Regions from separate parts of the Rattus norvegicus genome. Here region 1 is linked to region 2. A link is a contact called in public Hi-C data. All regions are on one chromosome and are shown on one strand. Each heading gives the region's core, a stretch centred on a gene start, on an enhancer-like site or on the middle of the called end of the contact. The rest is flanking DNA. Distances are from core to core; before and after follow the strand shown. Region 1 holds the start of Runx1t1l (RUNX1 partner transcriptional co-repressor 1 like). Region 2 has its middle 82 kb from the start of Trnat-agu10.

Region 1 (5,978 bases), core at 701-3,200, 170 kb before region 2:
CTAACACCAAGGGCAGTGTTTTCCTTCTTTCAGAAAAGGATCGGATAAGTATTCCAAAGCAGTTAGTCATCTGTAACTCAAGGGTTGCTCTCCTGATAGTTCCAGGAAGCTGTCACTCAACAGAGCGGCTTCCACTGTCCTGAAGGTAGACTGCTTCTTATTAGGAAGGTCCTTGCAAAGACCACTTCAAAAATCAAGTCATTAGCAGGTATTGGTGGGTGAAAGAGACTTACTTAACAAAGAAAAATGCCATTTCAAAGGCTTCTGCAAGGCTTTGAGTTGTCCAAATATTAGAGAGAAAAGAAATCCAGGTGTTCTCTCTGCTGCTTTTATTAGATGAGACACCAGCAAAAATTGTGTGCTGAAATTCTCCCATACTGTATCAAGTTTTTCAAATAAAGGGGGCTGCAGTCTACATGGATTCTAATTAATGTTTAAACAAATGTTTTTAATACGAAGTTCATGAAGTTCTTCTCATAGCATGGGCTTAGTTAAAATCCCATTTCTGTGTGCCAAGAATGATTCCTTGGTAATTTTGTTAGAATTCTGACTGTTCAAAGACTCAATTAATAAAATATCAAATGGGAAATACAGCATGATAAGGGAAGAGTTCAACTGTCTAACACTCATCCTGTTTAGAAAATTAAAAAATAAATAAATAAAAATAAAAATCTGGAGCAAACTGAGAATCTAGTTAACATCATGGGAGACAATTGGCTCTGTCAAAAATAGTAGTAAAGAGAAAATGAAATCGCATAACCACCTCTCTCTTCATCAACAGCCACCATCATGCTAGAACTAGACAGCGTTTTAAGGACTGATAGGGAGAAATAAAGCATTGGGGAAGTGTTTTTGTTTGGAGACATTACAACTGACACAAACACCTTAACTGAGGTTAGAAAGACTTAAGAAACAATGGCATGTTGGGATTTTTGAGAGCAGGGAAGTGGGACACATGAGAAGACTTGCCTGGTCAAGGCAAAGTGCTGGAATAAACCAAGGAGGCCCCCCATGCTAACAATTCGTTCATCACTGAGAAGCTGGTCAATTTGTATTCTGAGGAGTGTGGACTTCCTGGGCATAGACCCAGGTCTTCTGGTCTATAAGAAGGAGGATGATAAGAACCACCGAGGGCATTTAAAAATGATACAGATGTTGAAAAGGAGGCGAGGAGGGCAGAAAGCCTGTAAAACACATTTTAGTTCACACAGAAGGTATAAAGAATGCTTTGGTCAGCAACCCGACCTTTATCGGGAGATAAATCAATTTGCAGCAGCTGTGGACAGCCATTTATACACAGGCCCTGGGCAGATTAATTAAGGGAAGCGAAGTTAAAAATTCAAGAGGGCTCAGAGTTACATCAAGCACATGAAGTTGGTCTGGAGTGGCCTCTCCAGCTCCCCTGGTCCTCACTCCCTGGCTGGTCTTCACTGTATCTTCCCAGGGAATACTAGATAATTCCTTTAAAGCTTCTTTCTGCGCATTTTCCCAATAGGCACCAGTCATGCTGGGGCACGCTGGGATTTGTGGTGCCCAATCCTGAAGGAAAGCTAAATTCAAAAGATTTCCCTGCTACCCTTTGCAAAAGAGTTAGGAAGGCCTAGGACTCCAAGACTCCAGCCAAATCCTCCAAGCCTTTAGTGGGAAGAGGAGGAGGGAAGGCAGCTATTTTTAGTAACAGTGGTGGTTCACATCCTACTGCCGGAATCATAACACTCAAAACTTTTCCAAAGCTTAACTGACCTTAAAAGAAAGAGAGAGAGAGAGAGAGAGAGAGAGAGAGAGAGAGAGAGAGAGAGAGAGAGAGAGAGAGGAGAGAGAGAGAGAGAGAGAGAGAGAGAGAGAGAGAGAGAGAGAGAGAGAGAGAGAAACAGTTTCGAAACCTGGGCTTAAGTGTGGTCTGCTGACCTGACCGTTTTTTTGCTTAAATCATCCGGGTCAGGACAAGGTCTGTCGGGGGAGAGGGTGTAGATATCCTAACCAACCTGGACCTTCTTTCTAGACTCGCCCAGAGGATGGTGAACGGTGGGGCCCGGGAATTTGCTAGCCCCAGTTACTTCCCCTGAGAGATTTCTGGAAAACGTAAGAAATTCTCCTGCTGCAGCTGGGGTCTGGATTCCTCCCGGCGGGAGCTACTGGGCACTACGTTGTACTGTAGGCTTGGAACAGGCTGGCGTCACCGGGTCGGGACTGTAATGGGAACACCCTAGAAGGCCAGGGCGGCTGGGCCAGCGGGGCACTGAGGTACAGTGGAAGCGATGCTACCCAGGTGTCCCCGGCTGTGAAGCTCCGGACTTGCCTCCGGTCGGAGAGTTAGCTCAGAGAAGCCGCCTGATCATCCTAGTGGGGCTTCCCATCACAGCACCCCAGACACCCGAGTAAGAGAAAGTTGTCAGGCGGGTCGCCCAGCGCCTGGGTACAGCTCACGGGACTCCTAACCAAATTGTAGCCCAGAACCAAATTAGGGGTCTTCATCTTGTTCCTAGGATTAAGGAGTCCACCATGAAAATAAGCCTTTCGCTTCTAGTTTTAAAAACCCACCATGAGGGTGGGAAGCCACCTGCCAAACACATCGTGGACCAATTGACCAGTTGTTTAGTCGAAGGAGACATGCATGTCTTTTTATGTTCTCCTTCGTTGAAAAAGAATTAAAATAAAATAAAAAGAGAGTGCGGGGAATCTAAAGCAAAAGCGGAGGCAAATGCTGTCTTGTCTGGTCCGCGAAGTTCAGTGCCATCGCAGACTCCAGAACCCTCGATGTTCTTCTTTGCCCTGCTTTACGCAGTCCTACTCTAGTTGAGCGTCAAGTTCAGCCCAGAGCCTCTTGGTCCAATTAATCCGAACGATGCTGACGGTCATCGGCATGGTAGTTAACAGTGCCAGCCCAAGGCCGGTCCCAGCCACCCGCTTTCCAGCCCGCCCGCCGACCCAGCTCGCCCGTTGGCACTTACACTGCACAAGGCTGAAGAGTCCCACCATCCGCCGCGGGCTCCCAGCTGCAAATAAAACTTCCTGCGGTCGGTGCTGGCCGGCGGGGCCAGAGGACCAGGGCGCGGCGCCGCCTCCCTCGCGATGCCAGAATGTCCGTGGCCACTCGCCCACTCGCGCTCGCCCAGAGACCGACCGCCTAGTCTTGAGGATTGCGGACAGCCGCTTCGCACAGCGAGATGCAGGGCGAGGAGCCCGGGGTGGCGGACGCCAGGCAGACGCAGGCTGCGACGCGGAGCCCGGCGCGCGCCGAGCTCAGCTCCCCCTCCTCCCGCCTCGCTCCCTCCCTCCGCTCCTCTCTGTTGTTGCTGCTGTGGCAGACAAATGTGATGTGGGGCGCAGGGGATTGCCACTGTCACAGGCGGCGTCTGCGTCCGCCTTGCCCGCCCTCGCTCGCTCTCGAGGAAGGCGACTGCATTTATCTGCAGGGCGTCCGGGCGTCCGCCGGGGAGCAGGAGCGCCGCGCGCAGAGCACAGCGCCCACAGCGCCCGCACCAGGTCGGCTGCAGCGCGCGCCCGCACCCGGGGGCGCCGCGGCCGCTCGGGAGGGAGGCGGCGGCGTGGCCGCGACCAGGTGCGGGGGGTGGGGGTAGGGAAGCTAAGCGGGTGGTGGAGGTGGAAGACATCTGTGTCATGCGGAGGGTCACGGGGGGTCAAGTATATGTTAACAATGGGCAGACCCGGCTCGCAGGGGTGCGCTGGCGGGCCGGAGGCCTGGCTCCCCGGCCTCGCCCTCTCTGGTCCTGGCTGGACGTGGGGCTGGCTCCCTAAGGATGCTCTCCCAGGCTCGGGACACGCTGGCCGCCCCAGTGCCCTGCAGTAACCCAAGACGACCACTTTCCCTGGCCATCTGGAGCGCTTCTAGCTGCCCTGCCTGTGTCTCATCACTGGCTGCAGAGACAGCTCTGCTAGAAATCAAGCCACTCTCAGATCTCTCTAATCCCCTTCTGTTAGCTGATTTCCAGACTGACTATTTGCTTTCGCATTAGATAATAGCCTTAGAGAAAACAATTATCATTTCTTTTCCCCTCTTTGTTTTTCTACGTCTGTAGTATACCATTAAGAGAGACCTCTTTCCCTCGTTTTTTTTTATTGAATATGCTCCCCTCCCCCAGATATTAATATCAATACTTTAGAGGGAGGAACAAAGTCCCTAAGGAAAACATAGGGTGAAAGAATTCCAGATATTTCCAGAATAAATAAATAACATCTCTGTGAAGAGTGCTGACAATTTGTACAGAGCAAAAATGGGGTTGAATGGTAATGAAAATATTAATATGTAGGTCAAATATGATCAGATAATGGCTTGCAATGATAAGTAAAATGAAATCTTTTAAAATTATTATGGAACGGTGCCACGGCTGCAAATGTTATTGTATTTAGTGGAACAGTTTGAAATCCTACACTGAACCATGTTTTCTCCAACTGGTCTAAATCAATGTAAAATGTCCTGTGAACATGTTTTAAAAATCTCATCTTTGTAAAGAGGAAAAAATGCGTGCAAGTAAGAGTCAGCCTGATGCCATAAGAACAGATAAGACATTCGTGGTTTTGTTTTTAAAGTGCTGTTTCACATATTTAACAGGGGGTGAAAGCCCCCACCCACCCCACCCTTTTAAGCCCAGCTGGGCTTCCAAAGCTGAAGTCTTTGCAGACTGTACTCATTTTTAGCAATTCATTTTCAGAAAACATTCATTGTACATTCTGCCCTCTCCTTGGGACATTTGTCAAATGAATTATAACACTGTCTTAGTATTTGATATTATGATGTTCTTCACATAAATCTCCCCCATTTTATCAAGGTATGTAGTCTACAGTAATTTCTATACTAGGGTTTTTTTCCAGTGCTACACTTACAGATCTTAACAGCATTAATAATCTTAAAATATAAAATTTTATGTACATGCTAGTGTGATTCATTTCTATGAAAAATTATTTCGGAGCTTACTATGTATTCCTAAGGGAATCAAAAACATATTGATACGCTGGTGTCCTGTTACTTTACTGCATTCTTTACTGCCCAAGATAAAAATGAGTTATTTGAATTCTAGAATTCTACATTAATCCTTAGTTAAAATTAATAAAGTGGTGTGTTACTCAGAAATGATTCTTGTAACATGATGTAACTTCTTAAGTTGTATTTTTAAATTTAAAATGAAAATAAGTCAGTAATAATTTCACATAATATATATGTATATATATACACACACACATATATATATAATGTATGAGCTAGGGTAGGTATAAAAATACCAATTATGGTATGTTTTTTCTTCTCATAAATTGTGCCTGTGTAAATGCGAAATTATATTGGAAACTTTGAACCTCTAAATCAAAGGAAAGTCACTTGCAGAGAATCAGACCATATTCGTAATACACAAAGCACGTTCTATCAGTTTCCACATATATTACAAGATCGTTGTTTTGGCCAGTTATGGTTTGAAAAAAAATCAATTGTTGCACACTTCTTAGCCAGTTATGGTTTTTTTCAAAAAAGGATTGATTATTGTATACTTCTTTTAAGAAAAAAATCCTCTACTGAGTTGAGTTTCTATCAGACTACATCATTACATTTGTGTTTTTTTTTTTTTTTGGAATTCTAGTAACAGAAGCTGAAGCAGTACACCCCTGAGCTGATGGGGAGAGAATGAGTCTGAATAGTCTTTAATCCCACTTGCCTCCTCCTTAAAAGATGTGAATGCTATAAAATCTAAAGATATCATTCTTTAGGGTGTTTATCCTCGAATTACTTCCTAATTCCTCTCTCTGTAGCAGAGAGCTAACTGTAGAGGCAGCTGCAGCATGAGCTGAGGGTGAACTGTGACATAGGAAAGTGAGACATATTTGGTGCCCCAAAGAGAGCAGCAGCTGGGTAAGGCGTAGGGTAGAAGAGAGGGAATCCTCTGAAACCAGAGTTAGTCTGTAATTTATTTGGCTACTTTAGCCCTACCGTGGAGGTGCACATATGACATAACATCCAAAACACAAGG
Region 2 (5,197 bases), core at 677-3,176:
GAGCTGTCATCTCAGAGACTTACTTACAGAATCTGCTGGAGAACTGCGTGGTGCTTTTCTTAGAAGGCCATAAAGCTCATGGGAAGCTCTGTGACCCTGACAGTTTACTAGGAACTGAAAGAAATCAGGTCATGCTCAGTGGAAACAGACAGCCATCGAGAGGCCCAGTAGAGTGTTCTGGTTTGTTTGATGTTTGTGGAAACCAACATTTGTGAGATTGCTCTGAGTGGTTTTATTTTTAACTTATTTTTTCTAATCCAAAATATATTATGAGATGACGAGGTACATATCGTGGAAAGAAAATTAGTGTTTTAGCAACATTCTCAGGCTAGCTTCATGCCGAGTGTGTGCATTAGCTCATGTAATAAAAATGGTGAGGGAATCGCCATAGCAACTCTAACCATACACAATGTAAAGGTAAGAGGGTGAGTTCAATGTTGACTGCAAGAACAATTCATGTATTTCCAGTGTGACTGTCAGGTATACAAAGATCCCATTCTGAAAAGAGAGGTATAGTCGTAGATAGAGAAAATATTCTTCCCATATTAGTTTAGCCCATAGGAGAAAATGACATGGCCTGATTTACTTTTTTAATGGATATTTATTCAGTATTTACTGCCTTCCAGTCATTGTTATGTGTCTAGAGACAGGTGGGTACATGAAGCAATATCCTTATTTTCTTGGGCATTAGAACCTGCTTGGATGACACTGATATTAAGTAGGTAAGGCAGTAAACACATGTTAGATGGCAATAAGTACCTAGCAGAAATCTGAATGAGTATGTATGGTAGAGTAGCTGTCTGCTCCCAGTTGGATGTTAACAAGGGCTTTCCTTTGTAGATGACAATGACAGCATCTCACTTAATATTTGTGGCCATCCCAAGGTTTATGGCAGACTTCCTAATCTTTATAAAGCTAAGTGGGACTCATTGTAAGTTAAAGGTCACAGGATGATCGCTCTCCCCCTCCCAAATTCATGTTGGGTTCTCAAGATGTTCTAAAACTTCCTCTTCAATATTAAATAGTGATTTTCTTAAATTAAATCTTCCTTTTGTACGTGTGCACACATGTGTTTTGTTCATGTGCTCATGCATGTGTGGCCTGTGTCTGTGAGTATATACACATTTGTGCCCATGTGCAAATCAGGGCTGACGTCTGATGCCTTCTGTGGTTGTTCTCCTCCTTAGGTTTTCAGCCGGGATCTCTCCTTGAACCTGCAGTTTACAGTTTGGCCAGATTACCCAGCCATCGTTCTGCTTTTGCCTTCCCAGCATAGCTATTACAAGCGCCTCATCTGCCTCTTTCCAAAGGTGCTAGGGTTCCAGACTCAGGGCCTTAGGCTTGGGAAGTCAACCCTTTACTGACAGAGTCATACCCCAGGCCAAAGACTGAGTTCTTAAATTACAGTTTGTGAGTAAGTAGCAAGGTAGGCTTCCACTCTAATTACAAGAAAATACCAGGGACCATGGGCTTTCTTGATTTGGTTTTTGTTTTTGCTCTTAATCCAGCAAAATAAGCAATGGGGGTGAGGGTAGAGGGAGCGATGCTGATGATTACTCCGCTGCTTATAAGCAGACATTGTCCTTTGGTAAACACTTAAAACAAGATCCATCTTCTGGATGTCTGGCTTGTTTGTTTGTTTTGAAAATTGTTGCCTCTCTGGAAAGCATCTTTGTCCTGGAAGGCATCTGTCTGTCTGTCTGTCTGTCTGTCTGTCTGTCTATCTATCTATCTATCTATCTATCTATCTATCTATCTATCTATCTATCTATCTATCTGTTTTTTCCTAAAGTCCCACACTGAGGACTTCTTCTAGGGATGATCTCATACAGAATGGGTAAATTTCCATCATGTGCTACAATGCGAACTTGAGCAACAGAGACTTGGCCCTCCTCCAGTCCCACAGAAAGCTGTGTAATAGCCATTGAAAATTTTCCCTGTGGTCTTGGAAGAGGCAGCTGAAAGCTTGCCATTCTGAAGCTGTTTAGAGATGCGCTCCACAGGGAATTAACCCTTTTCATCTGAACAATAAAACTGTGGATCTTCCTCTCTCCAGAGTGACTTGGTGACATGGTGCTTGTTGAGACCTGGGCAGCAAAGAACCCTTTATTCCTCCACCACCGTATTTACAGCCTCTGCATTTCTAAGCCTTTCCTTTCCATTCAGCTCTTCTCTAAAATGAACTTAGCACAGCTTTGTTAAGCCTCCAGCCTCTTGCTCCCTTGTTTATTGGTTTGTTTTGTTGACTAGTTAACTTTATATTTGACGGTTTATTACTTGACCTGCATTTTAATGTCTTGGAGCCCACGTGATCTCATTACATACCTAGGTTTTTAATCTATGCAGGAATCACTTACAGAAATTCAATTGATATGCTTGGTGTGGGAGTTATTTAAAGACAAGCGGACCAGGGTTTTATCCCAAGGGTATGCTCTAATTTTTACTATCTCTGTTTCCTCTGCCTCCAATTGTCTGTGGAGCATCTTCATCTATGTCTCATGTTTGCAACTCTTGTGCCATTCACTCCCCATACCAAGATTTCTCTGTAATCTTTGTGACTTCTGTCAGCGGGGAGCTCAGCACCTCTACCATTTCTGCAAATTCTCAACATTGCACAATGTCTCATCACAGTGTGTGCATGTGTCTATCTTTCTACTCCAGTAGTTTGGACCTGTCATGTGCCTTATGAGCTCTTACTTTGTCTTCCTGATTGCATTCATCATATTCTTTCTTTGCTGTGATTTTAAATTTGACCAGAGCAACTTAAAGAAGTTAGGGTCTATTTGGGCAGTCCACCACAATACAGTAAGTCATGGCACCAGGAGTTTGAGGAGTGGCTGAATACACTACATCCACAGAAAGGAGGCAAAGAGGTGTGACTGTGCTCAGCTGCCCTTCTCCTTTTTATTCAGTTATTTTAGGGTCAGTCTTTGTAACTCAGTTGGCATAAACTAGGAGACCCCCCCACCCCCCCTGCGCAGGCTCACACACAGAGGTTCATTTCCTGGTGATTCTAAATCCCAGCAAGTTGACCACCAAACTGTTTCTGACTCTCCTTCCTTCCATTCATTCTAAATTCAACTTTCTAAGGTGCCCAATTGTCTAACACATGAGCACTCAGCAACTCTCCTGGCTGGAATTAAGTTGGCCTTCAATGACTCCTATTTAAGACTTCCTTATCTCTGAGGTTCATTCACTCCTCAGTCACCCCTGTACAGTGTTGTATGCAGCCAGATTGTACAAGTATTTTTCATGTCCACTTTTTTGCCTCCTCATATTTTCTCTACTGCATTTAAGACAGACACAAATTATTGACCCATCTACTCCTATGCACACACCTTGCCTCTCTCTTCTAAACCTTCTCTTAGATATGGATTGATCTCCCAAGCCTTCCAAGCCATTCTAGTTATGAGTGATTTCTCACTTCCGCAAATCCTATTACCACCTGTTTCCTGTGCTACTTCAGATGGCTATATATGGTCATATAGATGACTGGAGATATGGTCACTTGATTGTCACTCTTATCTCTCTCATTCTTGCTTCATTCTTTTAGCCATGTGGTGGCTGAAATCTGTTTGGAATACACTAAGCAAACTGCTTAATTGGGGAAAGCAATTGTACTCTTAGATCTCTCTGCTCAGGACACTGATTCTTGAGATATGCATCTGACCCAACCCAGTAATCCTTTTAGATTTCCTCCAGATTTTAAATCTGTTAAATTTCTGTCAATATATTTCTCTTCATGTCCTTTGATCTCCACACTCTTAGCATTCATATTCTATGATGATTAATTTCTATTGTCAACTTGAATAGATTGAGAAATAGCTATGGAAAGTATCAATGAGGTACACTTTTGATTATATTTTAACCAAATTAGCTGAGGAGTAAGATCCACCCTGAATATGGTGGTACCATTCCTCAGCCAATGCCTCTTACTGAATAAAAGAGGAGGGAGCATAAAATCAGATGGGCATCAGCACCCTTCCTTCCCTGCTTTTCAGTCCACTGACATGTATGAGAGAACAGCACCCTGCTCTCCCTGACATATGGAAAAACCATTCCTGCCACCATAGCCTCTCTGCTCTGATGGAATGTGTCCTCAAACCATTAGCCCAAATAATTCCTTCTCTCCTCAGTTGTTGTAGTCAGATCCTTTATAAAAGCAACAAGAAAAGTAAATAATATAGAAAATTGTTACCAAGAAGTAACATTGTTCCATTTGTTGTGACAACTGTGGCCTTGGAAGATTTAGGCCTTAGGAACTGGTCTGTAGGAAGTATGTTGAAGAGTTTGAACTCTTGGGCCAGAGAAGTCCTGGAGTGCTCATGGCAAAGCTTAATGGGGCATTTTTGTGGAAGTTGGAATTTTACAAGACCAGAATGCTAATAGAAATGCAGACGGTAAAGTTGGTGTCCCACTGGTGTTCAGAAGAAAAGAAAAAAGACTATTTCAAGGGATTGACTGGAGGTCGCACGTGTTGTAAACTGACAAATAATCTTGCTGAGATCTGGATCTACCCATGTCCTGAAAGCTAGAGTGAGTCTGGATTCAGAATAAATGACTATGTGATTTGGTGGAGTCAATTTCAAGATAGTATAACTCATAACATGCAGGCTGTAGCACAGCTAAAGCGCATGCATTCAAACAGATTCTCTCTCTCCCTCTCTCTCTCTCTCTGTCTCTGTCTCTCTGTCTCTGTCACTCTGTCTCTGTATCTGTTCTCTCTCTCTCTCTCTCTCTCTCTCTCTCTCTCTCTCTCTCTGGCACCAAGTCTCCAGCAAGCCACTAAGAGGATCAAGTTCCTTCCTTTGAGCTCTGAAGTAGATTTTGTATGAAGCTATGACAGTAAAACATAGGTAGCAGCTGAAACCCAGGGTATTGGGAATTCCAGAAGGACAGATGTTCTCCTGGGAAAGTCGCAGGCGCTAGGTAGCACTAGCTTCCCAATGTGGCCATGTTCTGCAAACAGTGGAGCTCAGTGGGTGGAGCAACCCATCAGGAGCCAGATGACAGAGGTAGAGCTTCAGGATCAGGTGTTTGACTTGCTGGGCTTCAGTCTTGCTTTGGTCCTATCATTCCTTCCATTCCCCCGCCCCCCACCTCCCTTTCAGAATGGGAATATTCACCCTGTAACATGTGATGGAATCAAGGGGTTTTTGTTTTGCTTTGTTTTAACATCAAGGTTCGTGGTTATGAA

What was found. A called contact is a pair of places that touch in the nucleus more often than the background predicts.
Region 1: a Hi-C map of psoas muscle shows a contact between it and region 2, with 2.3 times the contacts expected there. The contact joins the promoter of Runx1t1l here to the enhancer-like site in region 2. A contact is called at or near these places in 2 of 12 Hi-C or Micro-C datasets (frontal cortex and psoas muscle).

The regions. Positions count from the first base shown.
Region 1 is chr5:31,982,055-31,988,032 of GRCr8, reverse strand. Runx1t1l (RUNX1 partner transcriptional co-repressor 1 like) reads left to right here and starts at 1,950. Exons shown (of 3, transcript XM_063261269.1): 1 at 1,950-3,486. The coding sequence starts at 2,846. It also overlaps a transcript of Runx1t1 not described here.
Region 2 is chr5:31,810,445-31,815,641 of GRCr8, reverse strand. No RefSeq gene overlaps it. Among named protein-coding and RNA genes, the nearest start is that of Trnat-agu10, 82 kb to the right of the region's middle. Within about 2 kb of position 1,926, at least 4 of the 93 cell types and tissues checked have an H3K27ac peak or open chromatin away from gene starts, as enhancers often do.